Linked DNA regions of Mus musculus: region 1 is linked to region 2. The links are chromatin contacts, called in public HiChIP or PLAC-seq maps. All regions are on one chromosome and are shown on one strand. Each heading gives the region's core, a stretch centred on a gene start, on an enhancer-like site or on the middle of the called end of the contact. The rest is flanking DNA. Distances are from core to core; before and after follow the strand shown. Region 1 has its middle 21 kb from the start of Gm34470. Region 2 overlaps Ppp1r9a (protein phosphatase 1, regulatory subunit 9A).

The links. HiChIP or PLAC-seq counts read pairs in DNA pulled down with a chosen protein or histone mark.
Region 1: an H3K27ac HiChIP or PLAC-seq map of the NIH/3T3 cell line shows a contact between it and region 2, with 8 times the contacts expected there. The contact joins two enhancer-like sites. A contact is called at or near these places in 1 of 39 promoter capture datasets (the 3T3-L1 cell line), 3 of 15 datasets of contacts at CTCF or cohesin (the NIH/3T3 cell line and embryonic stem cells), 26 of 484 Hi-C or Micro-C datasets (adipose-derived mesenchymal stem cells, cerebellum, cerebral cortex and 10 more), 3 of 115 datasets of contacts at active chromatin or transcription factors (the NIH/3T3 cell line and embryonic stem cells) and 1 of 9 other capture datasets (embryonic stem cells).

Annotation. Positions count from the first base shown.
Region 1 is chr6:5,582,216-5,586,672 of GRCm38.p6, forward strand. No RefSeq gene overlaps it. Among named protein-coding and RNA genes, the nearest start is that of Gm34470, 21 kb to the left of the region's middle. Within about 2 kb of position 2,041, at least 41 of the 459 cell types and tissues checked have an H3K27ac peak or open chromatin away from gene starts, as enhancers often do. A contact at or near this core is called in the NIH/3T3 cell line, where this site is marked.
Region 2 is chr6:5,127,366-5,131,404 of GRCm38.p6, forward strand. All of the region lies in intron 11 of Ppp1r9a (protein phosphatase 1, regulatory subunit 9A), which reads left to right. Among named protein-coding and RNA genes, the nearest start is that of Gm46949, 25 kb to the right of the region's middle. Within about 2 kb of position 2,571, at least 12 of the 459 cell types and tissues checked have an H3K27ac peak or open chromatin away from gene starts, as enhancers often do. A contact at or near this core is called in the NIH/3T3 cell line, where this site is marked.

The sequences.
Region 1 (4,457 bases), core at 791-3,290, 450 kb after region 2:
AGGTCAAATGTTATGCCAGTCAAAGACAAGTTCCTGAATTTAAAGACATCACAGCCTGAAGTGATGATAGAGTACCCCAAGTTATTAATGATAGCATGTGGCATCATGAGCAAGCGTGGATTAATGCCACTCATATTGTGCAGGCATTGCTATTGAAATGCCAAACATTAGTTATGAGATAAGAGTGGTAGCTTAGATGATAGCATGATGAAAGTTAGCCTTTGAGGAAACCATGTGTAAAAAGAGGACTCTTAGGTTGTATTAAAGAGAGAAGCAGAGGTGCAGAGATGTCTGATAGGATGATGGTTGGTGCTTGATGGACAGCAGTGTTTCTGAAAGTGCCATAAATGGTCTGATGACATTGGGTCCATATTCTTGAAGCCTTAAAATTGAACTCCCACAAAATTGAACTGGATTTTCGGGAAATCATTAAAACTGTCTTGGACCAACACTCCTAGATTCAGTTTGTCTCTCCAGAGGTTTAGAAAGTCTTGCATAGAGAGAAGGGGGTTTCAGCTGTCCTGGTTTGATTGACTTACCCAACAAGACTGAAGATGGCATATAAGGACTTCAGTAGCAGAGGTTGTTTTTGTTGCTGTTATGTTACATGGTGTGTGAGTTTCCTACCACAAAAGTTGTCAGCTCTCTACTGGCATGTCCGGGGCAAAGGAGAGAACCCAGTCTGGCTGAGTCTCTTGGGGCTGAGATTCACCAGGCCAGCTGGGAGTCCTCAAAGCAGGAACTCATTTTATTGTATTAGTCTTTTGTTTATATAGGGTTGAGGAAGAAGGTGGGGATTTTTGCTGAGGTGAGATGGCATAGGGGTCAGGGAAGGGTGACAGAAGGTATGGGGTGAGATGACCAGGGGTGTGGGGTTATCTCATGGGGCCTATAAGAAATGGACACATCAGGGGTAGCTAGACAGAGGCAGGCTTAAGCAGGAAGTGCTGAGTCACTCCAGTACGGAAGTGAACAAGACAGGTCTCTAAACTCAAGCAAAGGCTTAGCCTTCCTCACTAGTACTTGGCCTCAGTTTCTGGCCGAATAAGGCCTAACAAGAAATGAATGTCAACATTTTTATGTGCCTAAAGTTTGGAAATCTCTACCCAAACTCCAAACCCTCAGCTCACATGACCACCTCAGCAGTTAAGCTGCTTTTCTTGACTCTCTGACTGCAAAGCCTCTTCCTCCAACAGCCTTCTCAGCATTCAGAAATGAAATAACATGCTCTAAACCACCAAACATCCAAACCATTCTCAAAAGATGTGGCATAAAAAATGCACTCACTTGGGAAAACAAATGTCTGTGGTTTTGTACTTTCTCTTCCTATTTTGTTTTCTATTCTTTTTTATCAACTAATTTTTAATTTTTTTCATTAATTTATTTATTGATTTTACGTTCCAATTACAGCACCCCCCTCCTTCCGGTCTCCTTTACACAGTCCTATTCCCTTCTCCTCTAGGGTGAGCCCACCTCCACCCCAGGTATTCGTCTACCCTAGCATATCAAGTCACTGCAGGACTAAGCACATTCTCTCACACTGAGTCCAGACAAGGCAGTCCAGCTAGAGGGACAGGATCCATGGGCAGACAACAAATTCAGGGACATTCTCACACCCTTTGCTCCAGTTGTTGGGGGACCTGCATGAAGACCAAGCTGTACATCTGCTACATATGTGTGGGGCTTGGGAAGCTAGGTCCAGCTCAAGCTTGCTTGTTGATTGGTGGTTTAGTTTCTAGGTGTCCCCAAGGGTCCAGGTTATCACCTCACTTTCTAAAGGGATTATTAATGGTTCCATAGTATGCAGTCTTTCTATTTGACACTATAACGCTACTCACCAGCCAGGCACTTGTCATTCAACCGACCAGATTTCCTAGGTTTTTTTGGCAGTTAGCTCTGATTGCACCTTGATTGTGATTGGTGAGAGGCTAGTAGGAGAGTCATGGAGCTTACTAAAGGGACAGTGCTTGATGGTCTTGTTTTCTGTTTCCTTCATCATGGTAGAACATCGATGAGAAAGCTCAAGTTCTAGAAGCTGACGTACCATGGTATGAATTTGAGATATGAACTACTCATAAGGTGGGAATGAGAGAGCAGCCTCTGGTCAATACAATAATGGAATGGCATTCCAGAGCAAGAGACTGTGCCAAGATTTGTTAGACCTGAAGAAGAAATGTTTCTCCTGTTTAAGCAGTACTATTGCAAGCTTTAGTGCCAGAATCCTAAGCAATACTCCATAGTACTCTGCGAATCCCCTTTCATGGCTACTTCCTGGTGACGTTCAAGTTACCCGTGATACTGGTACTCTTCACGGCACACAGCACCATTGGCCACTTCTCCTATTAAAGCACTCCCTCCTCGGGATGTTCATGAAGAGCCCTATAGAATGGCATCAGGAAAGGAAATTCAGGATATCCCACACAGAGGCCAAGCACGGCATCAGTAACTACTTGCAGCCCGTGGCATTGCATGGCCTGACCTTTTATATCCAAAGGTTCTTCTGTCCTTATTTATCCCTTGCATCAGAGTTCTAAGGCTGGGTAACTGAGAAATGCAGGGTCCTGAGCCTCAGTGCCCGTGAATCTTACGTCCTTCTCAGAGATAGTGTGTTGACACGTCTGATCTTTATTAGCTCCCCAGAAACCCAGACATAGGATAAAATAACATACATATTTCTGGGTTGAAGACCACTGTAGACCTGAGACTCCTATTTTCTGCTCTGGATTTTCAGCCTGAACAATCTCACAGTTTTCCAATTTGTCACCACATACATACTAGCAACATTGAAACTAACCATGCCAAGTCATGTTTGAGCTTCAGACTCATGGATCCAACAGCCATTTGGAAGCTCCAGTGGCTGTTTCATTGACATGTAAGGCTCAGCAGACACAATTGCATCTGCTTTTTCTGGTCACTCTTCTGTCTGCCTTTACTCTCCATGAATAGGACTGTGATTGCTTTAGTTGTGGCAATTAGAAATTTCAAATCCTTCTCCAATTCCCTCATCCTCTCAGATGCCTGTTAAACCTGTTCTAACACTGGGGATGCCCGGTTTTCCACTCATGTACTCCTTTCCATTCGCTCCCGCCATTTCTGGGTTGAAGCTGCCGTTGCTTCTTGCTCCATAGTCTTGCTTTCTTCTGGCCCTTTCCACAGTTGCTGGAGTGAACATGATAAAGTAGAAATCAACTTACGATGTCTTTGCCTACAGCCCTCCAGGGAGTAGTCATCGCTTTAGGATGGATGTCTAATTCTGTTGCCTGACCCACAAGAGTCTCATGCTATGCTACTGTTTTGCTCTCCTAACTCTCGGCCCTCACAATGATATGCTCCTGCTTTGTCTCCTAACTCAAGGCCCACCGCTCTTCTCACCTTCATGTATCTTACAGATTGAAAGAGAGGAGCACTCCCTAATTTACACACTCCCCTCCCCTCCCCACTCGGAGCTAACCCTGGAATATTCTAGAATGCCCTGTTTGTTATTTTACTAGTCTGTAATATTACCTGATTGTGGGAGCAGTGTCACACAGGGCATAGAAGACTCAACATCAAATGGTTTTGGCCCCTCTGTGGGTTGCAGCTACCACAGAGCCGACCTAATGGTCCATTTGATAGTTACTGAATGAATGCAGATTCTTAATTATCCTGTAGATAAGTTTATAGAGGTGTGATAATCCTCTCACCATCACATTAAGAGCTCTAGCTGAAGCCACACTCGATCAAGGCTTGCTGTTTCCAAAGCTCATGCTCATGTCACAGTAAACACACAAGGGCATTTTTATGAAAAGGCTGTAATAATGATGATATTTAATACTTTAAAATGTTTTCTGGGGCCTCATTATATTTTCTCATTAGCTGTGGCTTCTGCTCACCAAACAGCAATCTGAAGATGTGCGCATCTAAAAGCAAAACATTTGGTCAATTAAATCAACTTAGTAAAAGAAATAAATAACACACTATAAATAATAGTTATTTGGGCATCCCTGCATACCACCTTCCATTGTAGTTAGTTTTCTCTTCTCGTTTGGATTTAGAATCAGAAAACTACAGCTTTTGCTGCCCTTTGCTTCCTCATATCACCCAAGAGGCCAGTGCTGGGTTGTGAAGACAGATGCCGCCCAAGTAATATGATGACTGGAAAGGGTGATGCATGTGCCGCCATCTTTCCCTGGAGTCACGGTGGCACATGTTCACTCTCAGGGAGATTCTAGTACAGGCTGAGGAGAAACAATGGAAAGGAAAGAAATATCCACCCTGCAGAGGAATGATCACCCCACACACCTACATATGAGCTGTTTGCTTGACTCACAAATAATATGCATGAATCAAATCTGAGAAGAGTCATAGCCTCAGGACCACAGACATGTCATTGTCCCTTAGCACAGGGGCTGAAGACAAAACTGGGCCTAGGTGCTTCCCAGAGATTTCTTTACCTAAAAACAAGGAAGTTAGCACTC
Region 2 (4,039 bases), core at 1,321-3,820:
GACAAGTGTTGGTTGTTCTTGGTTCTGCCTTGCTTCTCAAGGTTGGAGCAGGGCATCCTAAAAAGCCCATGTACGAAATCTAAATGCTGTATACTCTACTCACAGACATAAAAATAAGCCATTTAAAGTTAAGATCAGAAAACTCACCTCTATGTATAGTTCTGAAACCTACCAACTGTATTGGTTCAATATATACAATATTAAGGGTTTATTACAGTATTATACTAACCACAAGTTATGGCTAAGTTCTTTAAGTCAGATATAAAATATTTTGCATAATTTGAATTATTCCAATATCTATGGAAAATAAGTTCTTCTATGGGAACAGAAGCAGCATTAGAATGTTGACTGTTAGATTGTGAGGTATTTGGTTGGTTGGTTGGTTGTTTTCTTTTGTAATGATTCTAAGTAGCTCTAAACACCCAAACCAAAAAAAAAAAAAAAAAAAAAAGCCACATATTTTTAAAAGTTTGCTTGCGAGTCACTACAAATGAATGTTTTAATCGTGTTTCCTATGGATAAACTTGGCTAGTTAAATAACTACTAGCACTTAAGATCGCATCTGTGTTTGGGTCTCTGTTAAAGACTATTATTAGGAGTCTGACAGTCCTCTAAGAACTTAGGAAAATCTTTAACAGCTCTTGCAGGTAGTATAAGCACCCTAACTTCTGGTTAGCTGTTTTTTCTTTTTCTAAAGCTGGTCTGGACATCACAAGGATTTGCCTGCCTCTTTAAAATGCCTGGGATTTTAAAGGCATTTTAAAGGCCACCAAGGTATTACTCCAGGTTTTCTAACATTGCCTGTAGCCAGTTCTTCCCAAAATTGAACTGTACCTCCCCTTTAGGTAAACAATGCCCATTTAAGGGACCAGGCTTTCTGTCTACGAAGAAGCCTTAAGATCTGAATTCCACCTGAAGCTACTAATCTCACCCTTCTCTCAAAACCTGGCTCATGTGCAGCGGCAGGTACAGCCTCAGAGTTCTACCCACAGAACTGAGTTTCTGGACAAGTTGTCATTTGGTTGCATTTGCATGTCCTGAGATTTTAGGCTTTGCAGAATCTCTTTTTATCAGAATTGGTAAGTCGATCATCATAAAAGGATCATGAGGTATGTAAATGAGTTTCCCTAAAATCTAAAGCTAAAGTCTTTATCTTTCTTATTCTCAGAATTTCTGTCAGCCCATCCTGTGTACAGAGCCTCATCTTAACTCAGCTTTGAACTGCCCACAGAAAGCACTTCATTCCCACAGACAACTAAATTGCATTCCCAAGTCCATTTGGGTTTAAAATTGTATTTGTTGAGTATAGACATGAGAAGAAATTCCTAATATTCTTTCAGCAATTGGCAAACAAACAAACAAACAAACAAACAAAAAGCCTTCCTAGGAAATTTCGTAAGTATGACTTGGGATATGTTACTTGGCTTTATATTTAAATAATTGCAAAAGAAACTACCACCTGTCTGCATCATCCCATTGGAAGTTGCCTGTGAGTAGGTTCCTAACTGAATGCTATCATAAGAACAATAGCATCTGTATCTCTAGGTATAATAGTTGATGCAATGCATCTCACACAGTACTGAGTCGGTAAACGTGGTAGGTGGTATCACCGTGTGAAGAGCCAGGAGCTCCTCAATGGGAGAGGCAGAAGTCAAAGGAACATTCCTATATCATCCTCCTGAAACAACAGAGCTGACCAAACTAGATTGAGAATTAAGATGCTCCAAGTGAAAAAAAAAAACAAATGTGTACTTTTTACTCTTTAATTTTAACTACACAAAAATGTAAGTACGAAAAGCTACACAAAACAAATGCCTAATATAAAATCTTTAGCATTTGTATTAAAGTCCTATTTGACTCACATCTCCTGATCTCAGAATCTAGTAAGAAGTATGTCTCTTCAATTTTCTTATGTAATGTACATATTTCACTATTAGGAAATATGAATGATACTAGTTTCTAAATATTTTAAGTAAATGTACATGTTATTCTATAGCTTGCTTTATTCTTACTAATCTATTCAGTGGCAGTAAATAAAGACAGTTGGGGGGTGATTATGTGTCAGTCACTCTTCTAAGCACTCAGGTCTGCTAATGCATTCAGTCTTCATAACAATGCGGTGATTATTTTATGTCATTACTGTTCCCACTTTGCTGTGGAAGATCCTTAGGGACCTCTGAGAGGTTAGGTAAATTGCACAATTTTATGTCATGGCAGCTCATTCTGGATTCGAGCTGTGGGTCTGCTCACACAGTGCCTCTCTGAGATGCTTAAACCGACCGACCACCTGAATGCAATATGCATCAGCCCCCAAATCTCAAGGGTCCATCTTTTATGAACTTGCAGTGACTGTGTATAATATGCAGATACCATTTAAGTTTCTTGTTATGCCCAGCATTTCAGTTGACAACGGCAGAAGCCAGGTAGGACTGTGTTCTGAGGGGTTCAGTGCACAGGAGAGTATGCGGTGGACCCCATTGTTATTCCTCTCCACTCCCTCCCACTCTCCCTGCTGCCTGGGTCTGCTCCCCCTGTAGCATTCCATTTACGTCAAAAACAACGTCAGTGCAGTGGAAAACACCGAATGATTCACAGCCGTGCTATGCAGAACTGGTCTCTACGCTGTACGACATATAACACCCTCATTTCATAGAGCGTTTTCATAGCAGCTACTAAAATCATAACCGAATCCATTAAGTTCTTTTAAAGGATCCAATTTAAAGCAATATTGAAAGTAGTCTCGAGATGCGGGTACGGCCGTGTTCCACCCACTCAGAGTTCCACCCTAAGCTCCAGCCTGGAGAGTCTCTGAATGCATCCCTCCATATTTACTGATTCATTCAAGGCTGCTCCACCTTCCGTCTTCCACCTGCATTTGTGTGTGTGTGGCATCTATTAGGAAGCAGTGATGACCATGGCCACCTAAGCCTTCCCATCTCACTGCAGAGAACTCAAGAACTGAGCCAGGTGGCTTTCCCCTGCCACACCCAAGTGACACCCAAAATGACAGCACCCAAAATGACAGCTAAGGTTTTAGAGTATGAATTTTACTCTTGGGATAATTACAAAGCCAAATAAAATCCCATCAAGTTTTCTTTTCCCTGATGGGCCATGCTCCTGTGAGTTTGCAGCGTTGCACACTCTTGGGTATATGTTTCTACACAGAGCATAAAGTAAAATAGAAAAGGTGCTTGTGCCAGGCCCAAGATTGCTCATCAAGTTCACTTCCAGACAGAAGGGTGACCCTGTGGAAGGAGCATAGGCTTCTACACCTGAGTTCTCTCTAGGCTGTTTCACAGAGGAACTATGTAGTGCAAGTTAGTGATGAACTGAGAGGCCACGTTTGACCCTTAGTCTTCGTTTATGAGAAATAAAGTTGACCAGAGTCCTAAGATTCTTTTGAGTTATGATACTGTGATTCTTAAGTTGCATAGTGGAAGAAGATAGCATATAATGGATGAACAATGCAGATATTGCTACCAGGGGCTACCCAGCAGCCCCTGTCTCATGTATCCACACACTGATTCTTCTTGCCTGTCATTACTGAACATCTTCTTATAGACAGTGTTCCTTCTAGCATCCCCCTTGTGTAAGTGCTATCAGGGTGACAGTTCTCAGCACCACTCCACTCTTCTGGTTCTTAAAGAAAATTTTTCACTTCTCAGGATGGAAAATAAATTACTGGTTTGTAATCCATAGTCTCTGCAATAAAGTCTGATACTTGATTCAGACTCCCAGAAGTTGTTCACTGTGGGCAATGTGCTGTGGGCCACGCAGGTAACAGACTAAAAGCACTGCCTCTCAGACTTGAGCTAAGTGCATCTTTCCTAGGCACAGTTTATGATGAGGGATGCTGAAGCAGACGGTCCACATGGCCATTCAGGGTTGTCTAACAGCGGCACTAGGCAGGCTACTCCCTAATAACAGGACTGGTTAGTCTCTACTTGTCTCCATGCCTTCCACTACGTCCTCCAGTCTCCTCATTTCATTTCATTTGCTCACTACAAGCAATGGAGTGACTTCTGTAGTCCTGTGGGTG